3 separate regions of the Ovis aries genome follow, and regions 2 and 3 are each linked to region 1. The links are chromatin contacts, called in public Hi-C maps. All regions are on one chromosome and are shown on one strand. Each heading gives the region's core, a stretch centred on a gene start, on an enhancer-like site or on the middle of the called end of the contact. The rest is flanking DNA. Distances are from core to core; before and after follow the strand shown.

The links. Hi-C and Micro-C count contacts between places; a contact is called where the count stands out from the background.
Region 2: a contact with region 1 is called in a Hi-C map of tail adipose tissue, with 2.5 times the contacts expected there. The contact joins two enhancer-like sites. A contact is called at or near these places in 2 of 16 Hi-C or Micro-C datasets (skin fibroblasts and tail adipose tissue).
Region 3: a Hi-C map of muscle shows a contact between it and region 1, with 4 times the contacts expected there. The contact joins two enhancer-like sites. A contact is called at or near these places in 4 of 16 Hi-C or Micro-C datasets (muscle, skin fibroblasts and tail adipose tissue).

Annotation. Positions count from the first base shown.
Region 1 is chr13:43,880,742-43,884,430 of ARS-UI_Ramb_v3.0, forward strand. No RefSeq gene overlaps it. Among named protein-coding and RNA genes, the nearest start is that of KLF6, 300 kb to the right of the region's middle. Within about 2 kb of position 1,515, at least 32 of the 54 cell types and tissues checked have an H3K27ac peak or open chromatin away from gene starts, as enhancers often do. A contact at or near this core is called in muscle and tail adipose tissue, where this site is marked.
Region 2 is chr13:44,164,654-44,168,631 of ARS-UI_Ramb_v3.0, forward strand. No RefSeq gene overlaps it. Among named protein-coding and RNA genes, the nearest start is that of KLF6, 16 kb to the right of the region's middle. Within about 2 kb of position 1,513, at least 18 of the 54 cell types and tissues checked have an H3K27ac peak or open chromatin away from gene starts, as enhancers often do. A contact at or near this core is called in tail adipose tissue, where this site is marked.
Region 3 is chr13:43,584,286-43,588,205 of ARS-UI_Ramb_v3.0, forward strand. All of the region lies in intron 1 of LOC105611101 (a long non-coding RNA gene), which reads left to right. Among named protein-coding and RNA genes, the nearest start is that of AKR1E2, 99 kb to the left of the region's middle. Within about 2 kb of position 1,991, at least 12 of the 54 cell types and tissues checked have an H3K27ac peak or open chromatin away from gene starts, as enhancers often do. A contact at or near this core is called in muscle, where this site is marked.

The sequences.
Region 1 (3,689 bases), core at 265-2,764:
GTATATGAGCAAGTTCCTATGATGCTAGGAATCTGAGCCCCTGTTGCTGGGGACTTCCTTTCCTTCTTCACTCCTGCTGGAGATGTCAACCCTCTTCTCGTGATAACAGCTCTGATGCTCCACCCAGGAGCTCGCCCAGGAGTATAGGCAATATTGGCTCTATTCCTATATTTCTGAGTTGAGAAACCTGAAGCTCACTTAAAATGATTCATATTTTATGTTGATAAAAATAGTACATGTATCTCTGTAGCAATCACTCCAGATAGCTAATCAGTCAAGATCATAGTGATCCCTAGTCTGTTTTATTTGATCCTGAGCAGTGCATACAGCCACATCTAATGATAAATATTAAGTAAGATCAGTTCAAGTTACAAACTTAAAGCACTCTAAGCAAGTAAGGTTACAGCAAACCACATTAAGACTATATCCGTGGTAAAAGACATCAGAGCCTGCATCACAGGGAGCAAGTGAGATGTGTGGGAATCAACTTGCCCTTTTCTTCCATTAAAGGGCAGAGTTTTTGGCGGGGGGGAAGAACTGGTTCCATTTCCTCCCTGCAAGCTTCCTTTTCAAAATTACAGAACACAACACACATTTCAACATGACTCCACATGACTCAGAGGCCCTTCTTAAAATAAGACCAGGCCACATTCCTGGAGACGGAATCACCTCTAACCTTCCAAGCTTGGTCAGCATCACTAACCAGGATGTGTTTTCATTCCTCAGATAGCATGGGAAAGTTCTGATTTCCACAGTTAACCTAGCTGTCAGCCAATTATTTGTTCACTGCAGCTCTAAACAAATTTTGTTTTCTTTTCTCATCGCCTCACCAAGAATGAAAGACAACCCACATAAAACCACATGTTTTCCAGTGTAAATAAAGACTGCCATCTCCAGAAAATAAGTGATTCCTGAGATGATTTTTTTTTTTAACAAAGTAGCTTATGAAAGTATGAGATTTAGAACCTGAACACTTCCGCCCCGAGAGAAACAGATCTATTCTGAGTTAATTGTGCCAGAAGACTGTTCCTTCTGCAGAACCAGGAAAACTTTTTGGTGACTGTCAAGCCCAACTTAGCATTTCTCTCCTGATTAAAAAATTGAGGGAAGTGAAGGTGCACCCCACCAGCATGTTTACACCAGTCTACACCGCTTTCCCGTCACATAACAGCAGCTGGTTCACATTGGCAGGATTGTGTACAGAAGCCTAAAGACCTGTGCATCTAACCAGAACATTTATTGGGGAGCAGGGCAATGAGGCTTGAACTTGAACCTAGAAGACTGCTTTCCTACCAGACTGCAGCTAATTTCTTTTTCTGAGAAAAGAGGATGGATAACATTGACTTCGAATGTGAATAAAGCAGGCTTATACACGTGGGACTCTTTTCAGGCCCTGAGGACTGTCCACTTGGTGGACGGGATTACTATTAATAACAGTGGATCCAGAGCTGTCATGACTAACTGGCCTGAACTCCAAAGGGACGGCTGTCTTTCATGCACTGAGTCAGAGTTTCCTTAGCGACGCGGCCCCGGGAGATAAAGAACTGTAATCACTTCCTGTGAGTGATGTCTCTCCCTCAGTCGTACAATGAGTAACATTTATATCACTGGTTTCTAAGCACTAGGCTACTTGAGAACCCCACTCCCCCCAGGCGTTTGGTTAAATCAGACTCAGAATAGTGGCTTTGGTGGCTTGGCGCCTGCGCTTCAAGACTGCCCAGCCCCTGGTCCGCGCCCCCAGCCACACTTAGAGACATACAGGCTTTGAAGTAGATCTCGCCAGCCCCCTCCCAGACACCCGACAGATGAAGTCATGGACCAGAGAAGCAATCGCCGCCTGAACAGTCGTCCTCCAGATGTGCCCTTGCTCGGGGTCGGCCCCAAGTGTCACTTCCTGGCGGAAAGAGACTGCTTGCATTTCGTTTGCATTCGAGACCCTGTTGACAAAGCCCTGCTGCAGGTGTCCCCCTGAAACTGTCACACAGTGACCTTCCTTGGTCAGAAGCGCTGTCAACATCATCTCAGGTCTCCTCTCTCCTCAGATCTCTCCTGCGCACATCTGTTCGGGAGAGGTCAGTACCCCGTTTCACTGAGATTTTTAAAAGTCATCCCATGAAGTCAGATTTTAGCAAGGACAGTAATAACAGCACCCCCTCCCCTGTCTGATGCCAGTCTCCCTCTAGCCTGTCTCCTGACTTGATCCTTTAATAGAAGGGCATCTTATCTGATGACCCAAGGTGCTGATTCATTTCCACTCCTTTCTCTTCTCCCCACCCTCCTTCCCCACCTCCTGCCCCCTCCCCTGTTTAAGCAGTTGAAGGAACCAGTGGGCCTTTGAACTCCCTTTTCCTGGAGCAAACTTTTTTCACAATCTTAACTTACTCCAAGGAAGATAAAACAAAAAGTGCTGAAACACACTGCGCAAATATAAAGTAAATAAGTAGATGCACAAAGGCCACTGTGGTTGTTGGCGCAGATGCTGGGGAGCAGCTGGGGGCTGAGACCAAGATCGGGCTGAGCCCAGGGGCCGCAGCTGGGGCCCGAGTGTGTGAATGGAGCTGAGCTGGCCTCCCACACAACAGGAATTCCTCCAAAACTATGCACTCGGTATGGGAGCGCAGGAAAAATGTGTTTAGAATATCACTAAGGAAACCCAGATACATTATCTTTGCCAGAGCACAAAAGACAGTTCAGTTAATGCCCAGCTCAAAATGACTAAAACAGAGAACATGTGTTGAATGATGCTGGGGAAGCAGAGAAGTAGAAAAAGAAGGTGGCTGGGTTCTTGATGCCCAAACAAGAGCAAGACGTGCCCTTCCCCAAACCAGGGGACTTGCTGCAGCTCTTGTTCACAGCCCTGGCTCTCTGCAGGTGAAGAAGAATTAAAAGGAAAGCATTTGGGTCTTCCCGCTCAAAAAGGTTTGGTTGTCATAGATTTCTCTTCCAAATATCAAGATGTTTGTTCCTGCCATCACACCTGTAAACACATTTTATTTAATGTGGAGGACATAGAGGTAAGAGTGTGCTTTGACTCCAGAATTTTGAGAGTATGTTTTGACCTCCACTGTTATTTCAACAAGGCACATTGTGCGTGCGCCAATGTGTGTGTGTGTGTGTGTGTGTGTGTGTGTGTGTGTGTGTGTGTGCAGAGCTCTAAATTCCACGGAGCAGTTTACTTCCATTTTAATGCAGGTTAATTTTTAGCATTATAACAGCACAGCCAATTCCTCTCTAAAAATAGGCTGTGATACGTTTACATTTGTGAAGTCGGGTAGTGACAGCTCCGTCTGCAGTACCCTTGAACTGATCACCAGCTGTAAAAAGATGGCGGGAGCAGTGGTTTCCTGTGGCACAATGACCCTCCCACTGTTCTCCTCCGGCCTGGGCCAGCCCAAGAGCAGATGGGCTCCCGTCAACCTCTTCACACTACCCTGTGTTATTTCCTCTTCTGCTGTTGCATTTTGGTAGCAAAGTTAAAGATTCGGGCTTTTAAAATATAGTTATTAATTCTTTTAAAAATAGCCTGAACAAGTTCATGGTAGTCTTCTTAATCCCCTGCAAAATAACCAAGCTGGACAGAATGAGGACCCCACACTCTGGGGAAGGAAGTATTCATTACAAGTGACAGGGGATCTTTCTGTGCCTTTTAAAGCTCATTGCTTGAAAAATGCGGCCCTTTTAATACACAC
Region 2 (3,978 bases), core at 263-2,762, 280 kb after region 1:
CTTCCAAGGAAAAAGTATTAAGACATTTTCAGCAGCATCTTAAACAGTGTGCATGTGGCCAAGTCCCACATGGAGCACAGAGGGAATAAGGAGCGTGCACGGACCAGAGATAAGTGGGGTCCATGCAGGAGGCACCAGGCTGGCGGTTACAGCCGAGTCCGACCCAGCTGTGTGCAAGCATTGCTCACACACAAGCCACCCTGGGTTATCAGTGACAGGAAAGCAGGGTCTTGCCCATTTTACTCATTTTTTACAACCGAGAACAAATATTGACTTAGCACTTATAGAATACCTCCCACCAGATTAGAGGTCAGTGTAGAATTCTAGTGAATGAAAATAAGATGTTAATTATTATAGCTTCATGGTGTCTTTAGAAGGAAACTCAGGATGAATTTTTAGCCTACAATCGAGAGAGCCATGTCGTCAGGAACGAATTCTCTTGGAGGGGATTGAAAGAGAAATGGTGAGTCCAGATTATTCCCTCACAGGCAATGGGATTCTTAACTGGGGCACAGCCATGACTGGGGGTTGGTCTGAGGCTCCCTCTGATAAGATGCTAGGTCACCCTCACTCAAGGGGGTGGACACCTATGGCTTGGCCAGGTGATTTCCTGCAGATAAACCCAGCAGGTCCTTGACGTGGGTCTCCGTGTTGAGAATCTGAGCCAAATCACGTCAGCGTCCAAGACAGCCCGGGGCAGGATTTCAGAAGCATGAGGACTAGGGGCCTCTGTTCCCCTCCCATCCTCACCTTTGCCCTCAGAGCCCCAGACAATGTCGTCTACCTGATCTGACTCGGGGCCAGGTCTGGACTCCTCCAGCTGCCGAGTTACAGCAATTTTCACAAGTGGTAGCACCAAGGCATGAGCCATCCTGCCCTGGAGGTAGCATGGTGATGAATTACAGACAAATCACCTTAATGAGCCCCGGGGGTGGGAGTGGGGAATCTCAGGGCGGGGGGAGGGGAGCATGTTCTAAACTCAGCAAGCATCAGACACCCATATGTGAAGAAAGCCAGCTCGATTTCCTGATTCCAGGAAAAGAGCCATTTTTGCTGGAAGGAGACTCTGAATACTGTACACTTCAACACTGCTGTTTTGTAGAAGTGGAAAAGCAAATCCAAGCTCAAATGGCCACTTGGTAGCCAAGCCAGGCAAAAGCTTGGTTCCCTGGTGTCCAGTCCCTCTGCCACGCAGCTGGAGCACAACTCTCAGTCTTCGGAAGCCACTGTGCATTCATGTTAGGGCTTTGGTGACAGGAGTGAATTATGATTTCCCTGGGCAAAACTGCAGCTCCACTTAGGCTGCTGGGCAAACACTGTCCCTTCTGTTAGGGAAGGTTCGGATAAAGATAAATAATAAACAAGGCAACAGCTGCTGCCAAAACCACTCGCCGGAACTTTCTTTCTTGGTAATAGAGCAATGAGTGTGTTTTCCCTAAGAACTTGTTTCTGGCAACGTGTACAAACAAAGCCACACACACGGTGACAAACTGTGCTGCTTACAGTTTTGCTAATGACACTCTTGTTATTGAAACAGGAAGTGACTCAGCCACGACCAATCATATATTTTATTCCGTTGTGTTGGCTCACTTGAAAAAAAAAAAAAAAAAACCTATCGCAAGGCAACAGTGTTTGTTTTCCAAATAATACACTTTCTTTGAGGAAAAAAATGTATCAGAGACCACTTTGAGATTTTAATGAATATTTTCTAGGAAATTAGGGGAGAGTTCCTCAATAGATATATCATCATCAAATTATTGCAAAATAAGCTTCACAAGTATCATACAGAATCAAGTGAGTATTTTTTAATGAAAGGAAATGTATGCTTAATATTTTTAAGGATATGGAATCTGGTATTTGCCATTCAGTTGTAAAACCTTTTACACCTCTGAATAGTAAATGACTGCTACTAACTGCAAACTTAAAAATGGTTATGGACACCCTTGGAGACATTGGAAGGTACTGCATTTTTAGCTTTTACTAACTTCACTATGACCAGGGTTGAACTGAATTTTGCCTTTGTCCAATACAGCTTTGCATCTACACAGGGAAAATGAATAATATAAAAAATATGTTTCAAAGTATAAGACATTTAAACAAATTGCCACATAAATGACTAAATCTGATTGCCTATTAAATACTGAGTGTGTGTGTGTGATAGTTCATGGGGGTGTTCAAGAACCATGCCTTTTCTACTAAAATGTGCTTCAAATGAGGAATAAAGGATTAAACAAATTTTGATCTTTAGTTGCTCACGAAGTCCCCCACCCAGCCCTTAAGTGATTCAAATAGAAAAGCTTCACTGACAATGGAGTTAGACGCCTGACATTTCTTGTCAATCACTGACTTTTATAGTAAGCCACACTTCCACCTGTGCACTATGTATTTTCTATAAACTCCTTCCACTTCGAGGTTTCCCTGGTGGCTCAGACAGTAGAGTATCTGCTGCAGTGCAGGAGACCCACTTTCCATCCCTGGGTCCGGAAGATCCTCTGAAGAAGGGAATGACAACCCACTCCAGGATTCTTGCCTGGAGAATCTCATGGACAGAGGAGCCTGGTGGGTTACAGTCAATGAGGTCACAAAGAGTCGGACTCACACTTTCACTTTCTCCCACCTTGGGATTGTGAGGGGAGACTGGATGGCTCGGCGGGGGACCTTCAGTCCCACTGTGGGCCTCCTACTGCTCAGGAGACAGAGGGTTGGCTGGAGACCTGGCCTGGGTCACAAGCAGACCCAGAACCAGGGCACACAGGCCCTACTCATCCATTCTATCAAGCCTTGCCCTCTCCCCTCATGGGAGAATCAGGACTGCCCTGGTTCAGTTCTCTATAGCATGCTCAAGCGTTCAAAAGACATAGGCCCTCTCTCTCTCATTTTTTTTTTTTCTTTTCCCTCCTTAAATCTCAGAATGAATAGTTTCCATCTGTAATTGTTGGTTTTATATTTTTAAATAGTGAACCAAAAAACTTAATGTCTCATTATCTCTGAAATGATTCGTGCATTCGCTACACACAACTCTGCTGATAATGGCCCAAGACTGTCACTTCGTCTGCTCAAAGAAAGTTCTTTTTTTAATTTTTCTTGACTGGTCTGTGGATTGCCAGATATCTGCTGTTTCCACACTCTGCACAGATCTAATTTAAGTGGTATTTAAAAAAAAAAAAAAAAAGATACCCTAGACATTATCCTGGATTGGCAGTTTCAGAAACACATGCGGTTTCAAGCCATCATTGCAGATCTGAAGCAAATTATTTCTGTAAATGTGTGAAAAATTGACTTTTCTCAAGAATGGCTCGTGAAGTACACAAGCCAAGACCTATTCAGGAAAACCACAGCTCCTGACATTCCCTCTCCATGATTTTCCTGGAGACGAGAAGTCCTGAATAAATTCAGTTTTTCTAAAATGACAGATTTTGTCAATTTGCTTTTTAGAGTCCTGTGTTTTCTTGGGCTCTGTCATGTAATATTTTACCTTAAAGCATTAAGAAAACATCTCTCTGCTCTGACATCTATAAGGGATCCTGGGCTCAGGAGAGCGACATGATTTCTCACCCCAGAAGTTCAAGGCTTTGCGGTTGTACGCTCACTGCACAAAGAAACAGTCACACCGTAAGGTTTTCTCGCTACCATGACAACATGTGATTTCCAAGTATCAATTTTTCTGCCAGGCAGCTCCAGGATTTAACTCCCAAAGAGATGTTGCCTTTCAAAAAGGTAAACTTTTAAAATAGTGCTATAAATAGCTCATCATCCAGAGGGTTTTCTTTCCATAGCAGGGTGTCTGAGGACAGGTAATTCTAGACAAATATTTGCAACCGACTCAGACCCTAAAATTAATTATTGAAACACTCTGAAACCTGGCAGGCTTTTATGAATTAGATTATCACAACAATACTATATTTTGAAAGTAATCTAAAGATATTCAGGTTGTAATTTGCCTTAAGCCAACTGGAACAAGAACATCCCAAGAGAGAA
Region 3 (3,920 bases), core at 741-3,240, 300 kb before region 1:
TACTCCCCAAAGCCTCCCCATCAGTATCCCTACCAGATGGTCCCTGTGTTACAGCTAATGAACCTACATGGACGCGTCATCATCACCCGGAGCCTATAGCTGACATGGGTCACTCTTGGTGTTGTACGTTCTGTGGGTTTGGATAAAAATATAATGACATGTATCCACCATTACAGTGTTAAAAAGAGTAGTTTTACTTCCCTAAATATACTCTGTCTTCTTCCTTGTCCCCCCTTCCCCCCTCTCTAGCAATCCCTGATACTTTATATTCTCTACATAGTTCTGCCTTTTCCAGAATAGCATAGGGTTGGAATCGCATGTTTGTATAGTTTCACTCTACACACTCTTAGAGGGATGGACAGGTTAAATACCAGGCAAGTGTTAAATGAAAAACAAAAATGCTTAAGCTTGGAAATGACAAGTTCTTATTTATAAGTGTCACAAAATTTCATCCTATGTATTTTTGAATCGTATGTTCTACACATATATGGATTCATTTTAAAGCAATTATCCCAGGTTTTTAAAGCAGATTTAAGAATATGATATGGTATAAAAAAGTCTAGACTAAGTTTTAATAGTTGATGATGAAATCTCATAAAATAACACAACAACCGTTGAGGTTATTAATGCTTGATTTTCATGCCTCATGGTTCAGAATCTGCCATCAGGAAATACTGTGTAAGCCTGTTTGCTTTCAAATTAAATTTTTTCCCTTGTTTTCTTTTCAGTCTATTTGGTTCCCTAACTACCACTGTTGAGGCAGATATTTTAATTTGGTTATGGCCAAGGCAAGGCTGTGTTTATCACATTGCCCACATTTTTCCTTCAGACCAGCACATGTAACTGAATTCTATGGGTGCTATTGAAAGCATGTCTAAGAAAGGCATTGGGCCTCAGTGTCTTTTACTGACTGTAAATAAATTGGTTGTGAGACTGGAGATCTGAGGGCTTTATTATATCAAAGCTGGCTCTGGGAAAATGCTGAATTTCGTAAATAATAACAGCCAAAAGAAACTCAGATGTGCCAACTTCTGAAGCAAATTGGGACTTCGAATAACTTCCAAAGGAAGAAATGCTTTTACCAGCTGTAGAATTAAAATGCAGATGTTAGTCACACTTTGCGCTCTTCATTAAAATAAAACACTGACAAATGCAAAATCATTTGTAAAAGTATGTGTGTGTGTGAGTGCTGTGTCTATTCTGCATGTCCAGCTCTTTGTGACCGAATGGACTGTAGCCCACCAGGCTCCTCTGTCCATGGGGCTCTCCAGGCAAGAACAGTGAAGCGGGTAGCCATTCCCTTCTCCAGGGGATTTTCCCAACCTAGGGGTTGAACCCCCCCATCTCCTGCAGCTCCTGTATTGGCAGGTGGATTCTTTACAGTCTGAGCCACCACATACACACATATATATATACATACTGTGTACTCTTCATATAGAAAACTACATGTATATAAATATATACACAAACATAGACATGCATTTAAAAAGCATAGTACTAGGAAAAATAAGATATATACAAGTGTAGTAAAGTACATATGCAATATAAAAGTACACATGTAACATTAATATTATTAATACATATAGTGTTTTAACACATACAATGTAACATTGTTAATATTAATAGTGTACACTCACTATATAGACTAATATATTTTAAAATATATTCTATATTAATGTATAATCTTCCAATGCACATTGTACTATATACTAGTATGTTTTTAAAAAACCGAAAGAAGCTTAGGTTCTCTGTGTGTCCCTACATGTGACATCCATATTTTTCCTGGTTTCTCTATCTGTGGTCACGGTATTCTTTATCTGAGAACACATTTCTCAGTGCAGTCTGAAGGTCACCAGGCTGGGGATCTCTGAGGAGAGGAAGGACCACAGGATTTTGTGATTTTGTAAACAATCTCCTTGGAGATTCCTACTAAGAGCGGATGAAGGATCACCAGGTACTTACTGAAGGTGAACAGTAGGGGGCAGAGGTGTCCACAATTCTGTTTTGCCAGCTCTGCTGCTCTGAGGCCAGGAACTTTGACTTCAGACTGCTTACCACACAGAGTTTTTAGGTGAAGATTTCTTGTCTGTTCTCTTCCCAGCCTTGAAACAAATAACTTTTTATCTTGGTGAAGGTAATACAAGTTCTCCAAACAAAATTTGAAAAATATCTAAGGTACAAAAATAGAAACAAAACCAAAAATGACCACTGAAATTTCCATCGTCAAAGAATAAATATTCTGATAATATTGTATTAGTTGCCTGTATACTTGTGTGTGTGTATATGTGCACATATGCAAAATTATAGTATGTACATAATGAAGTGAAAGAAAGTGAAATGAAAGTGTTAGTTGCTCAGTTGTGTCCAACTCTTTGCAACCCCGTGGACTGTATACCACCAGGCTCCTCTGTCCATGGAATTCTCCAGGCAAGAATACTGGAGTGGGTTGCCATTTCCTTCTCCAGGGAATCTTCCTGACCCAGGGATCGAACCTGGGTCTCCTTCATTGCAAGCAGATTCTTTACCGTCTAAGTCACCAGGGAAGCTTATGTACATAATACATACAATAACATATCAAATTACATTTTATATATCCTATTTATATCATATTGTATATATCATATTCATTCACACACATACAGTTTTCAAAAATACAGATTGCTCTGAAATACTCAATTACATTTTGTTTCCTTTCTCATCTAATCTGTGTCTGGGTGGCCAACAGATAAAATTCCTTACAAAATATACCAGGCTAAGCACTCAACCAAAGGAGTTCAATACTGTAGTGGCCTCAGGTTACATGAAGGAAAAAGAAGATGTATTTCCCTTTTCTTTTTTTCAGCACGTCTGGGTCACAGAGACCCAGGCACCAGTTCATTACAAACTCACGTTCTATTATATTTGTTGCAAAAAGCCTCAAGTTGCTTGAGAATGTCAAAATCTTAACACACTCTATTGTCTGCGAGCTCTGGTGTGATGTTCACTACTCTTGTATGAATTTTGTGCCTTAGAAATGTCTGTCTTGGATATTCTACCCTCTTGAAGACATGTTTCCTTCAGGTTTTACTTGAAATATTTTTTATTTTTTTTTTGTTCCCTATTGGGTAACTAGGAAAGCTTGACTAATATAATTGTTTAGACTGCCAGGAGTCAACAGTCAGAAATTAGATCAGCTAAACTGACTCTTTCCCTTAATAAATATTTAGTGAAATCCTACTACCATCTGACTCGTGGACGAATGTTAAACAAGGTGGACTCTGCCAATGTTCTAGCCTCTGCCTGAAATGCCAGTCATGGCAACAAAGTGGTGTTTTTCTCCATAACTTTTATGTACGCTAAGAAAAACCTTATTCTGAGTGTTACTGACTTAGGGACACAAGCCTTTGAGAATTTGCAGGTCTACAGGGAGGCTGGGAGTGTAGTTAGTCCCAGGGTTACACCTCAGAGTACCTGCCTTGTGCTCTTGGGGCCTACTGAAGTGTTGTAAGGCCTTCCCATAAACACTGAGCCAATTAATTTAATCAAATTAACTTAATTCAGTTAACATCAGATTCTGTGAGAGAATTTGTTAAATATTCTTGTGGATTAAAAAAGATCTTCTCATTCAAGACATGTTACTGGAAATCAGATATCCATGTGCAAAAAGTAAACAGCATTAGGAAATAAATCTTACTTTATGTGGCACTGCATGTAAAAAAGCAAAACTTTAAAAATGTAGAAGAAAAATATGCAAGTCTCTTTATGTCCAGAAGGGAAAAAACAATTACTTAAACCAACTGTAAAGGAAAAAAAAATGAATGCAGTCAATTTATCAATAAACAAAAATTAGTATATTAAATGGGCTTCCCTTGTGGCTCAGATGGTAAAGAACCCATCTGCCAATGCAGGAGATGGAAGAGATTCGGGTTCAATCCCTGGGT